Linked DNA regions of Zea mays: region 1 is linked to region 2. A link is a contact called in public Hi-C data. All regions are on one chromosome and are shown on one strand. Each heading gives the region's core, a stretch centred on a gene start, on an enhancer-like site or on the middle of the called end of the contact. The rest is flanking DNA. Distances are from core to core; before and after follow the strand shown.

Region 1 (4,632 bases), core at 283-2,782, 690 kb after region 2:
CAGAACCGTTATGAGCGAAGCACACCCTTCGACGTGGCGGCGCTACCTCTACGACTCCATCTTTAGTCTGGGCGACTCGTACATCGACAAGGGCAATGGCCCCGTCGTGTTCGATTGTCATGCTGTCACCAGCCCCGTGATGCGCTCGCCCTATGGATCCACCTTCTTCGGGCGCCCAACCGGACATAACTGCGATGGACGCCTCATCCCGCTTTTCCTGCAGGCGCGCCACGGGGTGAGGAGCTTCGATCGTGGTGCCAACTTCGACGTTGGGGGTGCCACCGCCCTCGACGCTAGCTTCTGCTATGAACGCTGACGATGACCAAGTTGTTGATGGAGGAGAAACCGATGAAACTCACGCATGCTTCTACTCTGAACGCATGTAGGTTGTTTCACATTTTTGTAGCTAGTTCACTGAAACAGAAATTGAATGCAGACAACTAGTTCACTAAAACATGTTTTGCTCATCCTATTCTTGTTTGGTGGTCTGCCTATCGATGAGGCGACATGCGGGCACAGAAGGATGACGATGCGAGTGTGCAGCAGCATATCATGATTGGCCCTACTCGAAGAACGGCATCGCACGACAGGATTTCCATTCTGTTGCATAATGTGTGTGGTATTTCGTTTGAACTTTGGTCAATTAAGCTTAATTAGGCTAATTAATCCATGCAAAAATTTCAGTTTGGTTGGCGGGGTCACGACCCCTGTTGGCCCCTCTATCCATATGTATTGCCTGGTCATACATGATCAGCGCGGAGAGAGACCACACGCGAAGAGGAGAATAAGTCGTATCATCGGTGGAAGAGGAGACAGACTAACTCAGTGACCAAGAAAGAAAATATATACATAGACTCACTTGTGAGGTCTATATAGGGCTGGAAAAAAAGCTCGAGCTCGATGAGCTGGCTCGGGCTCGCAGCAGCTCGGCTCGGCTCGGACCGGCTCGACGCTCAGAACGAGCCCGAGCCGAGCCTGTTTTTGTGGCTCGTGAAAAGAGCGAGCCAGCTCGGCTCGGCTCGGTGCAGCTCGCGAGCTGGCTCGTGGCTCGATCCAACAATAATTTGTTACATAAAATCTTAATTAGCATATAATATTAGTACAAAGTAGACAATAATTTATGTTATTTGAGATTACTATACAAAAATAATCTATTTTCTATATTATATTAGTGATATATCTATTTTACTAATTTAAAATATATTATTTAAAATATTTTTAAGATTTTATATTATAATTTAGAGAACAGATTTAAATTTATAGTTGGGCTCGTTGGCTCGGCGAGCCGGCTCGCGAGCCTAGAGCGAGCCGAGCCGAGCCAAGCTCGGCTCGGCTCGTTTCCACTCCTAGGTCTATATACGGTTCTAGCCTACATGGTAAAACTACAGTGCGTTTGGATATAAGTAAGACTCAGAACAACAATTAAGTTTTTAAAAAATATATTTTAAAAGTTTATGGACGAAGATAACACACCACGAAAAATTTAAAGACCAAAAATGTATTTTAGAAGCCCAACCGAGAAGCCTCGACCAGCCCCTCTCGGCCGGCTATCGGCAAATTCGACATCCGCTCCGCCGTCTACAGTCTACATAAGGAATCGAGGTAGCCCCAGTCGTCTTCGGCGCTCAAGTTTCGGCCGCCGGCCGCGGTGCCCTCCGCCCCTTCCCAATCCTGCCCCCAAGCCCCAGTCAGCCATCGAAACTCCAACCCCCAGGCGGCCAGGCCCAAGCGTCCGGCGGTTGCGGCCCCGCGGCTTGGCGAAGGCGACCGGTGGCTAGGCCCCAGCGACTCAGGGCGGATCAAGTAAGATTTGTAGTTTCAATTAATTAGGCCTGCAGATGCACCCCCGATGCCCGGTTTTGGATTTCCCACTGCCGATGCCCGAGATGAAGGCCGCCACTGCGCTGGGGAGCTGGCTGCTCCCGGCTGCGCCTGCCATTCGCCCCACACTGGTGAATCTCAGATCCCGGGGGTTCTGCAGTCATGGTTATTTCCCCTCGGCGTCCCGGATTTCTTGCTCATCAGAGTTATCTGATAGCGATAGAGGTCTCGCCAAGGAGATGGAGTCAGAATTCAGTGACGAGATATGTGCCGAGAATGGTGCTGAAGAGGACGATGAAACAGAGGATTTAATTTGGAGCAAAGAAGAGATCGATGCTATTTCGGCGCTCTTCGACCGGCCGATGCGCCAGAAGCCCCTGAAGCCGCGAAACCCCGCGAGGCAGAGGGCGCTTCCATTGCCACTGCCGCACAAGACGAGGCTGCCCGTGGCTCCTGCGCCGAAGCAGCACGTCCGCCTCGCTGCAAGAGCGGGGCTCTCTTCTCGTGCTTGCTTCAGCGACCAGGTGCGCAAGAAACCGGAGTTCCTTCTCGGGATTGCCCGGGAGATCGCAGCGCTTCCTCCCGAGCACGACGTCTCCACGGTGCTCGACCGTTGGGCGAGGTTCCTCCGGAAAGGCTCCCTGTCACTTACCATTCGTGAGCTCGGGCACATGGGGCTCCCCGAGCGCGCGCTCCAGACACTGTGCTGGGCCCAGAGGCAGAAAGCTGTGCCGTTGTTCCCTGACGATCGTGTTCTTGCTTCGGCCATCGAGGTTTTGGCACGCTTTGAACGGCTCAGAGTGGAGTCTGCGCTGGAGCAATGTGTGCCCACGGCCAGCCGTGCCGTTCTCGAGGCCATGGCGAGCGGGTTCATCAGGGCGGGGAAAGTAGACCGCGTGCGCAAGCTCCTGGAACTTGCAAGGATCAATAACAGGACGCTGCACCCCAGCATCTACGTGAAGTTGATGTTGGAAGCCACCCGGACACCTGAAGGCTACGGGCTTGCGTCGGCACTGGTTGATGAGCTTGGCGAGAGGCCGGAGTTGGAGTTGCGTCCACAGGACTGCACGGCTGTCATGAAGGTCTGCATAAGGCTCCGACGGTACGCAGCCGTGGAGAGCCTTTTCAGCTGGTTCAGGGGGGCCATTGGGAGCCCCACCGTGGTGATGTACACGACGGTGATCCACAGCCGGTGCCGTGACGGGAGGCACCGAGAGGCACTGTCCCTGGTGTGGGAAATGGAGCAGGCAGGCTGCCTGCTTGATCTGCCGGCCTACCGAGTTATCGTCAAGCTATGCGTGGCATTGCACGATCCGGGGAGGGCTCTCCGCTATCTGTCAAGGATGAAGGAGGCTGGTTTTATTCCAACTGGCGACATGTACGACAGTCTGATCGAGGGCTATTTGGCAGATGGGAGGCTGGCCAAGTGCCGACAGCTGATCAGAGATGCCGAGTCAGCCGGTGTGAAGCTGGATAGGAGGCTGCTTTCGCGGTTGTCTGAAACTGGAGGCAGACATCCTTAGTTGACTCTGGTGAGTGTTGTTGACATGTGTTATGCACGGGTAGAATCCGGACAGGACAGGAACACCACAGAGGAAAATTATCTCTAGCATTTATTGTAGAGTAATACAAAGAGTAATCTTGGCAGAAGATTAGTACGTTGTTGCCCAGTTTCCCTTTGTATTTGTCAGTAATCCATGATTTCATGACAACGATGAATTGCTGGCTGAAATCGGCTCCACCTTTAAGCCAAAATCCTGAAACTGCTAACGCATGCTTGCAAGTTCCTTTGTATCCTTTCTTCTGAGCATACCATGAACTGACCATTTTAATTTTAAGCTCTTAATCGATGAAAGCACTGGGCTTCTGAAGCTTTAGCTTCAAGAATCAAGACTGCCCAGTCTGCTGTGCTGAATCTATGTTCATCCTTGAATTCACAGAAGCCTTGGAGTCCTGACAAATTTCTTTTTTGGCCATTCTCAGCTATGACTACGACCAGAGCATCGGTTCATCGAACGTAGAAGAGATTTATAGCTATACTAGTGCTTTTAGGGGGTGTTTGTTTCTATGGACTAATTTTTAGTCCCTACATTTTATTCCACTTTAGTTCCAAAATTGCAAAATATAGAAACTAAAACTCTATTTAAGTTTCTATATTTGTCAATTTGTACACTAAAATAGAATAAAATGAAGGGACTAAACATTAGTCCATAGAAACCAAACACCCCCTTATTTGTGCCATGTGTTCTTTTCTGCATGATTTCTGTGTTCCAAATAGGCCTTGAATTGGTAGCTGCTACGAGCTTACGTTCAAATCCTAAAACTGTAATGCCTGCCTGCAAGTTAAACCTTATGTGGAATTCTTTCTCCTGACCTTACAATGAACAAGTATTTGTATCCTGTAAATTTGTAGGGCTAGATCTTACTTAGAGCATCTACAACGGTGTCTTAAATTAGTATTTATCTTGAAATATAATAAAAATAGCTCCAACATTATCCTATTTTACAAATTTTCATAAAAAATATAGGTCACACCATAAAGTACACCATAAAGTGCCTCAAATATACTATACTTCGGACTAGTTCTTTACCCTTGTTTTTACATTTTTTTAACATTTTCTTTCCTAATAATATAATTTACTTCCTAAAATACATGATTTAGGGATTAATGTTGCAGCGTAATTTATTTTTAGTGTCCTAAACACTTTAAATGATGTAGTATTTTTAAAATTTTGGGCACTATTTTGAGTCATCTTGTTAAAGACGCTCTTAGGGAGTGTTTGAATACACTAAGCTAATAGTTAGCTGCTA
Region 2 (4,461 bases), core at 1,789-4,288:
TGGTATCGGACGCGGCAGGTAATATGGTTGAACTAACCCCGCCACCCTGGCCCGTTCTTCCATTGCATTTTCTCTTTCAGTCATCAGCAGGCAGGCTCCCACGTCCCACCCCTTTTTGTCGCATGTTGAATGCTACGCGGAGATAGGCTCAGCAGCCTAGACGTCCTGCATTGTGCTTGCAACAACCCGGCATGAATGCAAAGTTCTATTTTTTAGTCCAATTAAAAGTACATTCAACTATTCAATATTCATTACTCATTTATTCTAAGCAAAAATACGTTATAATTTATAATCTATATTAGAAGATACTTGTTCTTAAATCTTCATAAAGAGTGTGTTTTTTATATATAATTCATGAGGGGAATACTCCATTCTAATAAATCAAGTTAAAGTCTTTTTTTTAGTTTCAATTTTAGATCTAAATTTTAAACTACCAATATTCTCACATTACTACCAATATTCTCACATTACTATTTATTTATTTTAGGAAGAAGAATTTATTTCAAAGGGAAGGAAATACTTATTAAAGACATTTTAATTATTAATCTTTTGGAGAATCTTTTCTAAATCCAAAAATATAATTTTGGTGTCCTACACATGTTCCACACATGCACATCTTGATCTAAGAGTGCGACGCTTCTCTCCTTGGATCCAAGTTTTGGCTTTACAATATATGTAAGGTAAGTATGCTATGTTTTTTTAAACCTATCCAAAACTCTCATATGCCATTAATTAGAAGTAGGACTGTTGGAGCGAAGGTCGAGCGCTCCTTCGATCAGTCTAATCCGGTTACGATCAAATAGGCTTTGATGAAGGTATAGTTTGCGAAGGGTACTTTGACTTGTACCAGCGTCGAGGCCTTCGACCGTGGCCTTCGGAGGGGATAAAGAGAAGGGCCACGATAGCCAGGGGTTCGCTGCAGGCCTATGTACGCGTCTCGAAGGCTCAAACTCTTCCTAGACAGCAAATACCAAGTCTCCGCAGAGTCAGTGGGGCTCGACTTCGCGGGGTCAAGGGTGCAACATGCAAGCGAAGGTTGTGCCAGATTACCGTGAGGCCTAGGCTCCGTCTCGTCACCATCCGAGAATGTAGCAGATAACCGAGAGTATAACGATACTTAGGGACCCACCTACACGCCCGTTTACTTATAAATACCTCCGCATTGTACACGGATGAGACACACATAACGAGATGCTACAATTACCTATCTATTGTTTTGTTATGCATATAAATTAACTCTCCTATTCTCGAGTGACTGGGCCACCTGATCTGACCACGTGTCAGCTGGTACCAACAAGGATCAGAAGGCAACATGAAAATATGCCACTGTCTCCTGTAAGTTGTGTAAAATAAGGGATGTGGAACTGTAGATGACACTGTTTGACACTGTTTACAGAGATAAGTTTGATATAGGGATGTAATAGAGAATCTATTGGAGATAGGCTCAGTGATTAAACATATATCGTTTCTGTGAGTAAACATATCGCTCATGAGCAACTCAAGGGGACCATATAAGGAACTTATGTTTTCTTTTGAAAAATTTCCCAAAACCTCTGGCATGAAACTTGTGCGGAATGAGAAAACTAGTGCTCAAGTCAAGCTATTCTGTCTCTCAACCACCCATGACGCAGGAAAAAACATACACCCCATGAGGACTAAGATAATATGGATGAATATTACTATTTATATGATGAATACTTGCATGTATGTGAAGTTGATCTCCATCTTCGTCACTTTCTATGCCTTGCCCATCACCGTCAACTGAATCCTAGCTATCCATTTTAACGAAAACATTAGTGTATACATGGTTAGCACTCAATTATCAGAATCAAACTACACATTTCAACCTCTTATTTTTAGTAATTGATGACAATCTTTCAAAGATATAAATACGATTAAAATTCTAAATTAGCGTTTCATACAAGAGTAAGCTATTTTTTTTGAATTTATGCTCCTCATGCATCATTAAGCAGTTGAGAAAAGAATGAACAAGTTTTACAAACCCGACTTGGTATTGTTAACTCTCCTACATATGCACTAGTGCATTTGGTTCTAAAATTAAGAAAATAAACCATAAATCCAACTAATATCTCTAAATAAATCAAACTTTCATAAACGCAAAAAAAATCACAAAAAAGATTAAGATGAAATTGCCCGAAGTAGTATGATGTCTATCAAACAAATATGGACCGAAGTGCCGAGCTTGGTTAATATGAAAAATCTAAAAAACTATACTTTCCCCTTCCCATACTATTCACTATTCAGCGCCTCGGCCCACGTATTTTCGTGAGACCGCTCGATCCATAAATTCAAAACCAGCCCACTAACCCAGTCCCCCACGGTCCCACCACACACACCCCTCATCCCCTTCTTCAGTTATTCCCAATCCGAATTTCGAAGGGACCAAAACCTCCCCCTTCCTTTCCAACCAAGGTCACCGCGCGCCTCCCATGGCCACGGCGCCCCTCGCCTTCCGCCTCCCCTTCCCCTTCTCATTCCCCTCCGCCTCCCGCCCTCCTCCTTCCAGAATCCTAGCCCCTCCGACCCCGCGCCGGCTCCCCCTACGCCTCGCCGCCGCGGCCGCACGACGGTTCCGCCCGCCCACCGCCGACGACGAACCCCCTGAGGCCGCGGAGGACTCTTCTCATGGCCTAACCCGCTATGACCAGCTTGCGCGAAGCGTGGAGCGCGCCCGGATCCGCCAGCCGGAGATCACCCCTGACAACCCGCTCTTCTCGTCCCCCTCCACTGCAGGAGGCGGCGGCGGAGGCAGCTACGACCCAGACGACGAGTTCTTCGACGAAATTGACCGCGCTATCGCTGAGAAGCGGGAGGAGTTCACGCGGCGCGGGCTCATCAAGCCATCCCCTGCTTCGCCGCCGCCGTCGCAATCGCAGCCGGAGGACGAGGACCTCACCGACGAGCTCTCCCCTGAGGAGGTGATCGATCTCGATGAGATTCGGAAGCTTCAGGGACTCAGTGTTGTATCCGTGGCCGACGAGGAGGATGAGGAGGTGGAGGGGGGCGAGGACGAGGACGATGGATTGCCGCTCGATGAGGACGGGGAAGGCTTTGACGTGGCCGAGGAGCTCGGCCTCGAGGGTGCCAGGATGCGACAACCGGCTTTCCGCATGACGCTGGCTGAGCTCCTTGACGAGAGCAAGCTCGTCCCGGTGGCCGTGACGGGCGACCAGGATGTCGCCCTCGCAGGAGTGCAGCGCGACGCCAGCCTGGTGGCGGCCGGCGACCTGTTTGTGTGCGTGGGAGAGGACGGGCTCGCGGGGCTCACCGAAGCCGACAAGCGTGGGGCCGTTGCCGTCGTAGCTGATCAGGACCTCAACATTGAGGGCACCCTGGCCTGTCGCGCGCTGGTCATTGTAGACGACATTTTGACTGCGCTCCGGGTACTCCCTGCCTGCTTGTACAGCCGGCCGTCGATGAACATGGCTATCATAGGTGTCACTGGCACAGATGGCGTAACTACCACAACTCACCTCGTGAAAGCAATGTACGAGGCTATGGGGGTGAGGACTGGCTTGGTGGGTGTTCTTGGGACCTATGCCTTCAGCAGCAACAAGCTCGATGCACGCCCTGATGCATCTAGTGACCCCATTGCTGCGCAGAAGCTGATGGCAACAATGTTACACAATGGCACTGAGGCAGTGGTGTTGGAGAAAGGCACTGATGGGATGCCTCCATCTGGTGTGGACAGTGAGATAGATTATGATATTGCTGTTTTGACTAATGTTAGGCACACTGATGAAGAGAATGGCATGACCTACGAGGAGTATATGAGCAGAATGGCCTCTCTTTTCTCCAGAATGGTGGACCCTGAGCGCCATCGTAAGGTGGTGAACATCGATGATCCAAGTGCCCCATTTTTCGCCGCACAAGGAGGGCATGATGTCCCTGTGGTAACATATTCATTTGAGAACAAGAAGGCTGATGTGCACACGCTTAAATACCAGCTTTCCCTGTTTGAGACGGAGGTTCTGGTACAGACACCACATGGGATCCTCGAGATCTCCTCTGGGCTGCTTGGAAGAGATAACATCTACAGCATCCTTGCAACTGTGGCAGTTGGCATTGCAGTGGGTGCACCACTGGAGGACATAGTCAGGGGCATAGAAGAGGTGGATGCGATCCCAGGTCGGTGTGAGCTAATCGATGAGGAGCAAGCCTTTGGGGTAATCGTTGATCATGCAAGGACACCAGAAGCTCTGTCAAGGCTTCTGGATGGTGTAAGGGAGCTGGGACCACGCCGGATTGTCACTGGTAAGATAATTTTACTTGTAGCTGTAGCTTTTGTTAACAACACATACTGATACTGCCTACGCAGAGCTGTGTGAAATGTTGATTATTTGTAGTTGCTGCTATATTTTCTTTATTCTGGTTATAACATGGGAACTGAACCTCCTGCTATGCTGTTTAATTTAGTTGTTGGATGTTGCGGAGAGAAAG

The links. Hi-C and Micro-C count contacts between places; a contact is called where the count stands out from the background.
Region 1: a Hi-C map of tassel shows a contact between it and region 2, with 2.7 times the contacts expected there. The contact joins the promoter of LOC100381697 here to the promoter of MURE in region 2. A contact is called at or near these places in 2 of 25 Hi-C or Micro-C datasets (ear and tassel).

Annotation. Positions count from the first base shown.
Region 1 is chr9:123,518,827-123,523,458 of Zm-B73-REFERENCE-NAM-5.0, forward strand. It overlaps LOC100381697 (pentatricopeptide repeat protein PPR566-6), which reads left to right and starts at 1,533. Exons shown (of 1, transcript NM_001174509.3): 1 at 1,533-3,665. The coding sequence starts at 1,839. The coding sequence ends at 3,344.
Region 2 is chr9:122,825,775-122,830,235 of Zm-B73-REFERENCE-NAM-5.0, forward strand. MURE (UDP-N-acetylmuramoyl-L-alanyl-D-glutamate--2,6-diaminopimelate ligase MurE homolog, chloroplastic) reads left to right here and starts at 3,039. Exons shown (of 5, transcript NM_001147952.1): 1 at 3,039-4,275; 2 at 4,438-4,461. The coding sequence starts at 3,111.